Linked DNA regions of Sus scrofa: all the other regions are linked to region 1. The links are chromatin contacts, called in public Hi-C and HiChIP or PLAC-seq maps. All regions are on one chromosome and are shown on one strand. The core of a region is the stretch at or near the end of the contact, and the rest is flanking DNA. Distances in the headings are between cores, read along the strand shown.

Evidence for each region. A called contact is a pair of places that touch in the nucleus more often than the background predicts. HiChIP or PLAC-seq counts read pairs in DNA pulled down with a chosen protein or histone mark.
Region 2: a contact with region 1 is called in a Hi-C map of liver, with 4 times the contacts expected there. The contact joins the promoter of CCDC138 here to the promoter of LOC100511376 in region 1. A contact is called at or near these places in 1 of 5 promoter capture datasets (liver), 5 of 47 Hi-C or Micro-C datasets (alveolar macrophages, heart right ventricle and liver) and 1 of 2 datasets of contacts at active chromatin or transcription factors (alveolar macrophages).
Region 3: an H3K27ac HiChIP or PLAC-seq map of alveolar macrophages shows a contact between it and region 1. The contact joins the promoter of LOC100623441 here to the promoter of LOC100511376 in region 1. A contact is called at or near these places in 1 of 47 Hi-C or Micro-C datasets (liver) and 1 of 2 datasets of contacts at active chromatin or transcription factors (alveolar macrophages).

What each region holds. Positions count from the first base shown.
Region 1 is chr3:47,599,134-47,603,157 of Sscrofa11.1, reverse strand. LOC100511376 (E3 SUMO-protein ligase RanBP2) reads left to right here and starts at 1,830. Exons shown (of 30, transcript XM_021087106.1): 1 at 1,830-2,009. The coding sequence starts at 1,938.
Region 2 is chr3:47,468,188-47,471,930 of Sscrofa11.1, reverse strand. It overlaps CCDC138 (coiled-coil domain-containing protein 138), which reads right to left and starts at 1,257. Exons shown (of 16, transcript XM_013995876.2): 1 at 1,082-1,257; 2 at 549-615; 3 at 1-33. The coding sequence starts at 1,201.
Region 3 is chr3:47,775,662-47,779,357 of Sscrofa11.1, reverse strand. It overlaps LOC100623441 (sulfotransferase 1C4), which reads left to right and starts at 2,180. Exons shown (of 8, transcript XM_013995888.1): 1 at 2,180-2,846. The coding sequence starts at 2,678.

The DNA of each region.
Region 1 (4,024 bases), core at 581-3,080:
GTTCCCAGGCTAGGGGTTGAATTGGAGCTGCAGCTGCTGGACCACATCACAGCCACACAACGCAGGATCCTTAACCCACTGAGCAAGGCCAGGGATCGAACTTGCAATCTCATGGTTCCTAGTCACATTCGTTTCCCCTGTGCCATGACGGAAACTCCAAGGAAAGCCTTTTGAGAACGTCAAGATTTTCTCTTCAGCCTACTTCTTTTCTGTATCTTCAACTACAGCAGATTAAAAGTAGTCATTTTACTAGGTGTGCTTGGGAAAATTGCTTGACCATTCACGCCCTTTGTTTCTTTATAGGTCAATTTATGCACAATAATAAGAGTAACTTCACGAAATTGCTGGGAGAATCAAATGAAATTCACTTGCAAGTAAGCTTTGGCTATTATCACCAACACTGTCCACAAGGCTTATGACAGCCAAGTTGCCACAGAACCCAGTCCTACGACTTCACCTGCAGGCTGGGCATCTCCACTTGAATACACAAATGGAAACTCAGGTGAAATAAATCAACACCTAAAGTGAGATATTCCATCCAGGACCAGTTTTCTTTACACTGTACTTCCGTTAATTATGCCAATCCCAGTAGCAACCTCACAATTGATCCTGAACCCAGTTCCCTCTGCTTACAGCTCAACAGGCCAGTACATCGGGATACTGAGGCCAGGAATAATGACTTTAATTGGAAAGCCGGCAGACTAGTGTCTCAAAAAAACCATCTTGCCTTTCTCTGAATTCAGGTTCCTTTTGTACAGAGAAAGGGGAGGGGGAGAGGCCAGTGGTCACTCACCAATGGTCCCTTGCTTGGGGGAAAGGCCCACTGCAATGCTGACCTGAGGCTGAGCAGGACCACTAAAGTTCACCCACTAACAGTGGCTTGTTTACAGAATCATTCCTGCCTTAGTACTCTTATTCATATCCAAAATGACTGAAATGAAATAGGACGGGCTGATTTTCCCTCTTTACAGAGGCAGTAATTGGTCATTGCCAAGTTTGGAAAATGGGAGTTCCCATTGTGGCCCAGCAGTAACAAATCTGGCTAGTATCACAAATACCATGAGGGCTCCGGTTAGATCCCTGGCCCTGCTCTGTGGGTGTTGCCTGAGCTGTGGTGTAGGCTGGCAGCTGGAGCTCGGATTTGACCCCTGGCCTGGGAAGTTCCATACGCCGCAGGTGAGGCCCATAAAAAGCCAAAAAAAAAAAAAAAAAAAAAAAGAAGGAAGTTTGGAAAATGGAAAAATAAAAAAGGATAGATTCTAAGTGGCCAGGCGACTTTTAAGTGTTGGATAAAACCATAAAGTCTATAAGCAAAAAATAAAAATAAACCATAACTATAAATTCTAAACTCCCTGTATACACTGATGTGATCTGCTGAAATCTGAAACCTACTGAAAACACCTTATTTTTGCTTTGTAAGGCTACACCCAAGGAATACTGAAATTCCCAGGATAGGTGCTGAATCAGAGCTGTAGCTGCCCGCCTACACCATGGCCACAGCAACGCGGCATCCTTGTACCATTGAGCTAGGGCAGGGATCGAACCGGAGCCCTCATGAATATTGGTCGGGCTCTTTTCTATGGAAGCACAACAGGAGCTCCGGAAGACGCTTTCTAAACGCCTACGACTGGCGCCGAGGTGTGACTGTTAGGAACGTCCGTGGGTTGGACCAGTCCCCGTCGCCTCGTTGTCACTACGTCACCTTCGCATTCCCGCGCACCTCGCTAGCATAGTCACCACCGAACGCCGGCGCCCGAGGGCCTGCGCGGCGCACAGTGATGACGCAACACGCACGTACGCACGCATGCACGCACGCGTGTCTGCCCCTCGCCGGCTACGGAGCTGCGTCACGGACCTTCGGGCGCCGAGCTCCTGAGACGGCGGCAGCTGCGGCCTCGGCGCTGGCGTCCCTCGCGCGGACCCCGCTCGGCGGCGCGATGCGGCGTAGCAAGGCGGACGTGGAGCGGTACATCGCCTCAGTGCAGGGCTCCGCTCCGTCGCCCCGAGAGGTGAGCGGGATGGGCGCGCGGCCTCCGGGCGGGCCGCGGCGCCATGGCTCCCACTGAGGCGCGGCCGGCGCGCGGGGGGCGGGGAGGCGGCGGGCGGGCGTTGGCGCGGCGCTCCCTTCTGCTTTTCCTTCTCCTTCTCTTCCTCTTCGTCCTCTACGGCGCCCGGCCGGCCCCGCTGTGCCCACTGCCCGGGCTCCACGCCGAGGCGCTGCCGCTTCGGCGCGGCCGCCTCGCCATCCCTCACACTCTGCATTGGAAGCTGCTTTTGCCGACTTTCGTTTTCCCGCTGGGTCGCGGGGGTTCTGAGTTCCTTCCCGGGCCTTATTGCTGGGGTAGACGTAGATGTCTCTTAGGGTACTTCCCCTTGTTCCCACGTAGGGAGTTGGCCACATCGTGGATCCGACCGGACGTGGTGCCTAGAGGGGACGGGGACGGGGACGGCGAGTAGGGGGTGGGCGCAGGATCCCGAGTCACTTCCCTGGGGTGGAGTCATAGCTATGCTGGACACAGGCTGTGGGATTTGAAGCAAGTTCTGTTTATTTCGTTAATAGGGCGGAATCAGGCTACTGATAGGAGTTTTTAGTATGTCCCGTGTTAAACATTAACGGAAGTGTTTAGCGCATTAAGTGCTCGCAGTAGATATGGGTGTTAAAGTACAGTCATTTAAGGTGTTCCGGGTAGGGGAACTTCCATATGCTGCGGGCCTGGCTCTTAAAAATAAATAAATAAATACATAAAAATGGAAAAGAAAGGTGTTTTTTTTTTTTTTTTTTTAGTGCCATCTTGACAGTTGTGTATTGCTGTTGTCATAAACTTCCTCTGTCTTTCAAATTATGAATTCGTGGGAGGTCCCTGGTAGCCTAGTGGTTAAGGATCTGGTGTCACTGCTGTGGTTCAGGGTCAGTCTCTAGCCCAGGAACTCGCGCATGCCGCGAGGATCAACGCAGGATCCAAGCCACATCTGCAACCCACACCGCAGCTCACTATACCGCAGCTCATTTAAAAAAAAAAAGTATGAATTTGTGGGTTGGGGAAGAAAGGCTCTGTATATTCAATTCTGGTGTATTCCTCTTTTTGCTTTTTATTTATTTAGTCTTTTTAGGGCCGCATCTGCGGCATATGGAGGTTCCCAAGCTAGGGTCCAATCGGAGCTGTACCTGCCAGCCTAGCCAGAGCCACAGCAACGCCAAATCCCACCACGTCTGCGACCTACACCACAGCTCCCGGCAACTCCAGATCCTCAACCCATTGAGTAAGGCCAGGGATCAAACCCTCAACCTCATGGTTCTTTGCTTTTTAAAATCGTTTCTTGCTAACTACAGTTCTATCCTTCTTGACCTGTTTTTCTCGGGTGTTTAAGATTCCTGAATGAAGGTTAAGACTGTCTGTAGTTCGAGTACATACTATTAAGGCTGTACAGTAAATACTGTCATAATAACATTATGTGGAATTATTTCTTAGGTGTATGTCACTGTTTTGACATAAAATTAGAACATACATATATTTTTTGTTTTGTTTCATTTTTAGGGCCACACCTGTGGCACATGGAAGTTCCCAGGCTAGGGGTTGAATCAGAGCTGCAGCTGCTGGGCTACACCACAGCCAAGCAGGATCCAAGCCGCATCTTCGACCTACACCGCAGCTCACTACCCTGCAGCTCACAGCAATGACTGATCCTTAACCCACTGAGCAGGGCCAGAGTTCAAACCCACATCCTCATGGATACTAGTTGGATTTGTTATCACTGAGCCACATGGGAACTCCTAAAATTAAAGTATATTTTCATCAGCTTTATTGAGGAGTAATTTACATGCCATACAACTCATCATTCAAAATGTACAGTTTAGGAGTTCCCATCATGGTGCAGCGGAAACGAATCCGGCTAGGAACCACGAGGTTGCGGGTTTGATCCCTGGCCTCTCTCAGTGGGTTAAGGATCTGGTGTTGCTGGGAGCTGTGGTGTAGGTTGCAGACATGGCTTGGATCTGGCATTGCTGTGGCTCTGTTGTAGGCCA
Region 2 (3,743 bases), core at 8-2,507, 130 kb after region 1:
GTTCATCTCCACAGGAGAAGACATCCACGTCGTCTGTGAACAGGAAAGAGCACAGTAGAGACCGCTAAGGTCAGGCAACAAGGATCTCTTTCTGGGCTCCCGAACCTAAGACGGCAACATCACTTCATCCGTCTGTCTCCCGCAAGCAGACTTCCAGAAAACAGGCATCGAGCCTCCAATTTACAAGATGCTGTCATCCACCAGCGCACCGGATTCTGGGTCCGACGCTGGGCAGCAAGCCGAGCAGGTGCCTTTAACCTGTTCTAATGGCTAGGCACCCGAGCACCAGAGACGCCACGGGAATCTTCTCAGTGCCACCAGCAGAAAGCACAAGGAAGGACTAAGTTCAGAATCCAGCCTGCTTTCCGCCTCCCCGCGATATCCCGCCAGGCCTCCAACGTCCAACCCTTCCTTTCTCCCTTCGTGAATCTGAGACAGTAAACGCTGTGTAATAAACTCTCTTCGATGCAGTGAAGGAAAGAGCCAGAGCCTCCCCGCGAAGGCGCTGAGCCCTGCGGCCTGAGCGCCTCCCAGCCGCGCAGACCTACCTGGGGTGCGGGGAGGCCGCCTCCGACGCTCAGGACGCTCCGCACCGTCCGATCGCCGCCACCCCGGCTGAAAGAGAGCGCCAGCGCGGTGACCGGGTGCAGGCCCTCCCCGCCGGGTCCCCACACACCGCCCCCGCACAGCCGTCCCCGTTCCCGCCCAGTTCCCGCTGGGCTGTCCCGGTTCCCGCCCGGTTCGCGCCCAGTCCCCGCACAGCCGTCCCCGCTCCCGCCTGGTGTTCCCGCCTCAGAGGACCGAAGCCGCGCAGTGCCCCGTCCCGACCGCCCGACGCGCGCGCGGGGTCCACGGTCAGAGGCACCAACGCGGATCCAGTCGGCCGGGCGCCCGCACCTTTCCGTGCCAAACTGGCTCGGACTTGCAGCTCTGGGCTGGGACCGAGGCGGTTCCCACCCGCACGCAAGTCACCGCCTGGAGCCCCTGCCACGCGTTCCCTCGGGGACGCCGACTGACCCTTGGGGGTGTGGTGCCCGCCAGGAGCCTCGACCTGCAAACGCGGCCACCCGGAGGTCCGCACCTGCTGGCAGGCAGGGCGGGGCCTCACCTCGGTGGGGCAGCCGCCCCCCAGGCCGTAGCGGCTTTTGAGGCGCTCCACCACCAGATCCTGCCCTGGGGGCTTCACCACCCTCAATTCCATGGCTGCGGCCGCCGTCGTCTCCCAGGCAACGGCGTGAGGCGAGGAGGGGCGGGGCGGGCGCCGCGGACGTGCGCCCTGTCGTACCGCACGCCCCGCCCCCGGCCTGGACGCCAAGGCACGCCGAGGCCGCTGACGTCTCCTTGGCAACGGCGCCGTGGCCGGCGCAGCGGATGTGCGTCATGGCGTGGCCACCGGCGTCTGTAGGGGCTCGGGGTTCCCGGGGGCGCAATGCTTGCGGACGGGCCATTACCCCTTTATTCCTTGCTTCGCTGGCAGCATCTAGGCTGTTGTGCGTTCTCTCGAATTATGTTATGAAAATAAACGCGAGACGACTACGTTCTTCCCCACAATTGCATATAAAATTTCATATAGGATAAAATGTTACCAATATTATGTTTATATATAAATTTTTTCAAAGAGACAATTTAAGCTTAAAGGCTGAACTTCTAATATAGAACTTCCATTTGAGGTGGGCAGTGTTCTGAAACAATGCAAAACAAGGCCAGCCCTACAAATCAAGTTTTAAACGTCAAACGTGAAATTACTAGTACAGCTTTCATTGCTTAATATTCACCTCTGGTAATGACACTATTGGTTCAAAGTGGATGTCTTCATTGTGAACCATCTCTTCGTCACTGCCATCTTCGTCTTCGCCACCTCTGCTGGTCGACTGTGCTCTGAACACAGGTGCTCCAGTATTTGCCCACTGGAAATTCTTATCTGACGGACAAAGTAGCATATTTAAACAGTCCGAGTCCGTTTCAGTAAGCTTTTGATCCCCCTATTAGATTACTTTATCCATGAATCTAACTGCCGACGATGTGACATGCTTCTAGTAACAACGTGTGAAAGTGTATTCTTCTGGCAGGTTAAACTCAGGTGGCGAGCACACGGCCCGGCACGGCCAGGAACGTCTGCCTGGACGGGCAGCACGGGGTCCTCTGAGCCTTAGGTCACCTTCACAATATTAAACACCACAAGGACTTTCAGTAATGAACTCAAAGTACACACAGTGAAACTGTGAACACCTGGTTCAGCCTCCAGGGGTAGATTATTTCGTAAAACAGTCTAATACATGAAAACAATAACTCTTGAACCTAGAAATGTTCTCAAAGAGGCCAAATCTGCTACTTTCAAATGAGCCAAAGTGGACTAGGCCCATGTGTATAACTTCTCCACTTCAACTTCTTCCTCAGGGAACTAGAGCTGGAGCTCAGACTGCCTGGCCAGGTGGTGCTGGCAGCCTTGGGAGAAGCTCACCGACTCCAGCCCTTGGGGAGAAAAGGCTCCCCATCATCGCCACATGAGGAATAAAGACTTTTACTCTCCCTCACACCCTGGAGAGGGTGAAAACCAAGCTTCCCCATCCCCATCTCAAGTGAAGGTGACCCAACCTGCTAATCCACTGCCCACGCTCTGAGAGGAAATACACCTCTCAGCTTTTCATCGATGGCTGAGCCACCACACTGCCTTAGAGAATCATGCAGCTAAAAACTCGAGAGAAGGCAAAACTGTCACTGAGCAGTTAAAAACTCAGCACCTTGAAGAAAGAACAAAATGACAGATTCAAACAGTAACTCCCAAGCCAGGTTTAATAGGAAAAAAAGAAACAAAAAAAGAAAAATAGAAAAAAATTCTTAAGAAGGTATGGCAAAAGATGCTCTGAAAACAGAAAAGCACAGGAGTTCCTGTCTTGGCACAGTGGAAATGAATCCGTCTAGTAACCATGTGGTTGTGGGTTCTTTCCCTGGCCTCGTTCAGTGGGTTAAGGATCTGGTGTTGCTGTGAGCTGTAGTGTAGGTCGAAGACGCAGCTAGGATCTGATGTTGCTGTGGTGGTGGCCGGTGGCTATAACTCCAATTTGACCCCTAGCCTGGGAAACTCCATATGCCATGGGCGCAGCCCTAAAAAGCAACAACGGCAACAATGGCAACAACAAAAGTGAGAGAAAAGCACAATCTCAGGTTATGCAGGCGTTTCCTGAGAACAGCAGCCACAGATCTAGATGAGCCACAGGATGGGGCTTAAAAATAACTGGGTTCAGGAACTCCCAAGCAGAAAAATATTTTAATTTTTAAAAATTGGAGTTCCCATCATGGCGCAGTGGTTAAGGAATCCGACTAGGAGCCATGAGGATGCGGGTTCGATCCCTGGCCTTGCTAGTGGGTTAAGGATCTGCCGTTCTCGTGAGCTGTGGTGTAGGTCGCAGACACAGCTCGGATCCCGAGTTGCTGTGGCTCTGTCGTAGGCTGGTGGCTACAGCTCTGATTAGACCCCTAGCCTGGGAACCTCCATATGCTGTGGAAGCGGCCCCAGAAAAGGCAAAAAGACAAAAAAAAAAAAAAAAAAAAGCAGTAACTTAAAAAAAAAATCATCGCATATATCAAGGGGTATGACAGAAAATCTCAAAATTCCCCTAAAACAGTGGTTCTTAACACTGGTGCGTATTGCATTAATCCTACCAGAGGCTTCTGTAAAATACCAGTACCTAGTTCTACACTCAGCCCAATATAACTATCAAGGTGGTTTTTTTTCCTTTAAA
Region 3 (3,696 bases), core at 931-3,430, 180 kb before region 1:
AGGGCTCTGAAGGGATTAAATAACTAGAAAATGTACACAGCTAGAAAATGTACACAGCTCTTAAGAGACAGTTTCGAGCCAACCCCAGATATGTAGAATTCCAAAGCAAGCCTTGCTAGATGTTGGCTTAGCACCAGATTATTTTTATAATAACGAAGTACAATACTTTAATTTTCCTGAATGTTCAAGAACATCTGAGTAAAAATATTAAAGGAGACTAGGAGCATCTGTGTAGTTAGGATGATTTTCAAGTTATTTGAAACCTTCAGCTTTCCCAGGTACCATTCAAAGCCCAGCCAGTTCTCTCTGGGGCATTTTATCCCTGTCTGCCAGCCCTCCATCCCCAGGTTGGGGTGCTGTGACAGTCTGGGTGGAAAGGGAGTTAAGTGAGAAGCAGGTCTCCTGACAACAGGATCGGCGTGGAGGGAGAGCTGTCCCAAAGTCACCAGCTGGTGTCTGATCAATTCAGTTCAATTCTGACATGACAGGGTTGGCACAGACCCCACAGGTCAAGAACAGAGCCTTTCAAAAGACTCCCCCCTTCAGATGCAGCCACAAGTCCTGGGGATGATTTGTGCTTCTGACCAACAGCTCTAAGTGTGTGTGTGACCCTGAGGGTCAATAGTGACGCCCAGAACTCACTGAAAACACCACACCTACAATTACAGTTTCATCATAAGAATATAGATCAGGGCAGCCAAATGGAAGAGGTGAGGGGGACAAGGTCTTGGAGGAGAGGGGACAAGGCTTCTGTGCCCTGTCCCCATAGATCCTGCGCAGAGCAGCTTCTGGGCACATCACCATGTTCACCAGCCAAGAAGAGGCCCTGAGCCTTGGTGCCAAGGGGGTTCCTTAGCACTGACTACACGGCTGAGCCCAGTCCCCAACCCTCCCCTCTCTGGAGGCAGGGGTGGGACTGAAAGGGCCTCTGACCCTGTGAGGATGAAAGGACCAGCCCCCTGATCCTGAGCTGGTGAAAGGACCAACCTCCTGACCCTGTGAGGATGAAAGGACCAGCCCCCAACTGTGACCTGGATAAAAGGGTCATATGCTTTATCTTGCTGGAATTGCAGCCCCTCCTTGGAAACTAAGGGCCCAGCAGGTGTCACCTCGTTAGGGTAAACTCAGGTGTGGGCTAAAGGGACTCACTATGAACAGCCAAAGACCCCCCAATTTCTCAGGAACTTCAAGGGTTTTTAAAACTCAGCTTAGGAAAAAAAAAAAAAAAGGAGTTCCCATCGTGGTGCAGTGGTTAACGAATCCAACTAGGAACCATGAGGTTGCGGGTTCGGTCCCTGCCCTTGCTCAGTGGGTTAATGATCCAGTGTTGCCGTGAGCTAGGTTGCAGACGCGGCTCGGATCCCTCATTGCTGTGGCTCTGGCGTAGGCCAGTGGCTACAGCTCCGATTCGACCCCTAGCCTAGGAACCTCCATATGCCGTGGGAGTGGCCCAAAGAAATAGCAAAAAGACAAAAAAAAAAAAACACAAAAAACAAAAAACCTCAGCTTCGGGAACCAGAGACAAAGCCCAGCAACATTCTTGATTATATCAGACGGAGAAACAGGAACTGGGTGGGTCAGTCTTGTTTCCAAGGCAGTCAGCAGAGAAGGGTTGTGACTGAAACAAGAGAGAAAAAAAACTCCAAGAGCCAGGAATGGTTCCGAGGGAAGGAGCAAGCAGGATAAATAAATCCCAGGGCTTTAAAAAAAAATTTTTTTTTTAATTTTTAGGGACACTCCTGAGGCATATGGATATTCTCAGGCTAGGGGTGCGTTCAGAGCTGAAGCTGCCGACCACAGCCACAGCCACAGCCACTCCAGATCTGAGCCACATCTAAGACCTACACCACAGCCCAGGGCAACACCAGATCCTTAACCCACTGAGCAAGGTCAGGGATCGGACCCACATCCTCATGGACACAAGTCGTGTTCCTAACCCACTGAGCCATAGCAAGAACTCTCACCAAGGCTTTCAGCAAAACAAGGGGCTTCCAGGGGACTCTGGCGTGAGGCTGGGAGGTGAGGTCCAAAAAGGACAAGCTTTTGCATCCACTTCGCTTCAAACGTGACCCACGTTTCATTAGCTGGAAGACTCCACTTGATATTTATGAGGAAGAGCCCACAACAGGAAGGGAAACTTCCCTAATAGAGCCTTGTTTATTTCACTCTTAACAATAACAACGCTGACCTTTGTGCCGGGAGTTTCTATCTAGGCCCCTCATTGCCAGCAGCCACAGCAATCTCCCTGCAGCCTGTCAGGGAAATCATTCTGCAATGACGTGACCTGCAATTCCACAGGCAGGCTCCCTGCAATTTCTCAATTAGCTTAAAATCCTCAGAAGAAACAATTAACGGAGAGCTGTGGATTGTTTTGTGCACACAGAGGTGAACCACAAATGAGGTGGCACAGAAGAGCAGGGCTGACTGTGCACGGGCCGCTAGATGGCAGCCAGGAGCAGCTGCATCATAGCCCACCGGGAACAGGCTAGGAAAGCACTGTGTGCAAAGCCCCGAGGAGAGTTGCTGGCTCCCTAGAACGGCCGCTCTGCCCTCTACGGCCGGTCCAAGGCAGGGCCAGTGCTCTGAGTTCTGCCCTGTCTCCAGGCCAGCAACAACACAGCTTTGTGCCACCTGAGAGCAATACTTTACCGGGGCAGACATCTAGGATCTGACCCTGATGGCCTTGAGCAAGATGGAGGGTCTGGAACACGACGAAGGTGAGCGCTTGGCTGTGGACTACGTGGAGGGGATTCTGCAGCCCACGCCCACCTGTGACACCTGGGTGCAGATCTGGAACTTCCAAGCCCGGCCTGACGATCTGCTTATCGCTACCTATCCGAAAGCAGGTAGGCACGGGAATGGGGGTGACCAAGAGGACAGTTAGGAAGGCTGTGGGGGGAAGATGCATCAATAACAAAAAAAAAAAAAAAAAAAAAAGGAACTGACCTGGGTCCGAGTGGAAAGCAGTTTACTGGGCAGAGTGACAGAGCCAAGACAAATCACGAATGGAAACTGAAACCACACTAAAAATATTAAAACGACCTATCCCTCTTAAGAATTTAATTCTTCCTCTGATGCATGTGGGTTTTTTTGTTTGGTTGGTTGGTTTTTAGTTGTTGTTTTTTAAGTTCCCTTGAAGGCAGTGAGTCAAACAGCTGAAAATAAACTGGCCAGATTGTTGATTTACTTGTTCCCAGCGAAGGGCCCTTATAGCAGATCTTGTAAAGAGCTGCTGTGTGTGAGCTGGACAGGCGGGGGGGAGCTGATGTGGGGAGAGGGTGGGCGGCTTGGGATCTGCATTGCTCAGCTCCCAGGCTTCCCAGCTCGGGGTCCCAGAACATATGGAGATTCCCAGGCTAGGGGTCGAATAGGAGCTACAGCTGCTGGCCTATGCCAGAGCCACACGGGATCCGAGCCGTGTCTGCAACCTACACCACAGCTCACGGCAATGCCAGATCCTTGACCCACTGATTGAGGCCAGGGATCAAACCCACATCCTCATGGATACTAGTTCGTCGCATTTCTACTGCGTCACAACGGAAACTCCCCAGAACTACTCTTAATTTCCACCCTCCCTGGTGGTATGTTGTGAACCTGCTTTCTTATTCCAATAATCAGCTTAATGAAGTTAGTGCAGAAACAAGACAAACTGAGCCCAGCCACAGCGTCGTAAACACTGGGGCCTGAGCTGGGAGA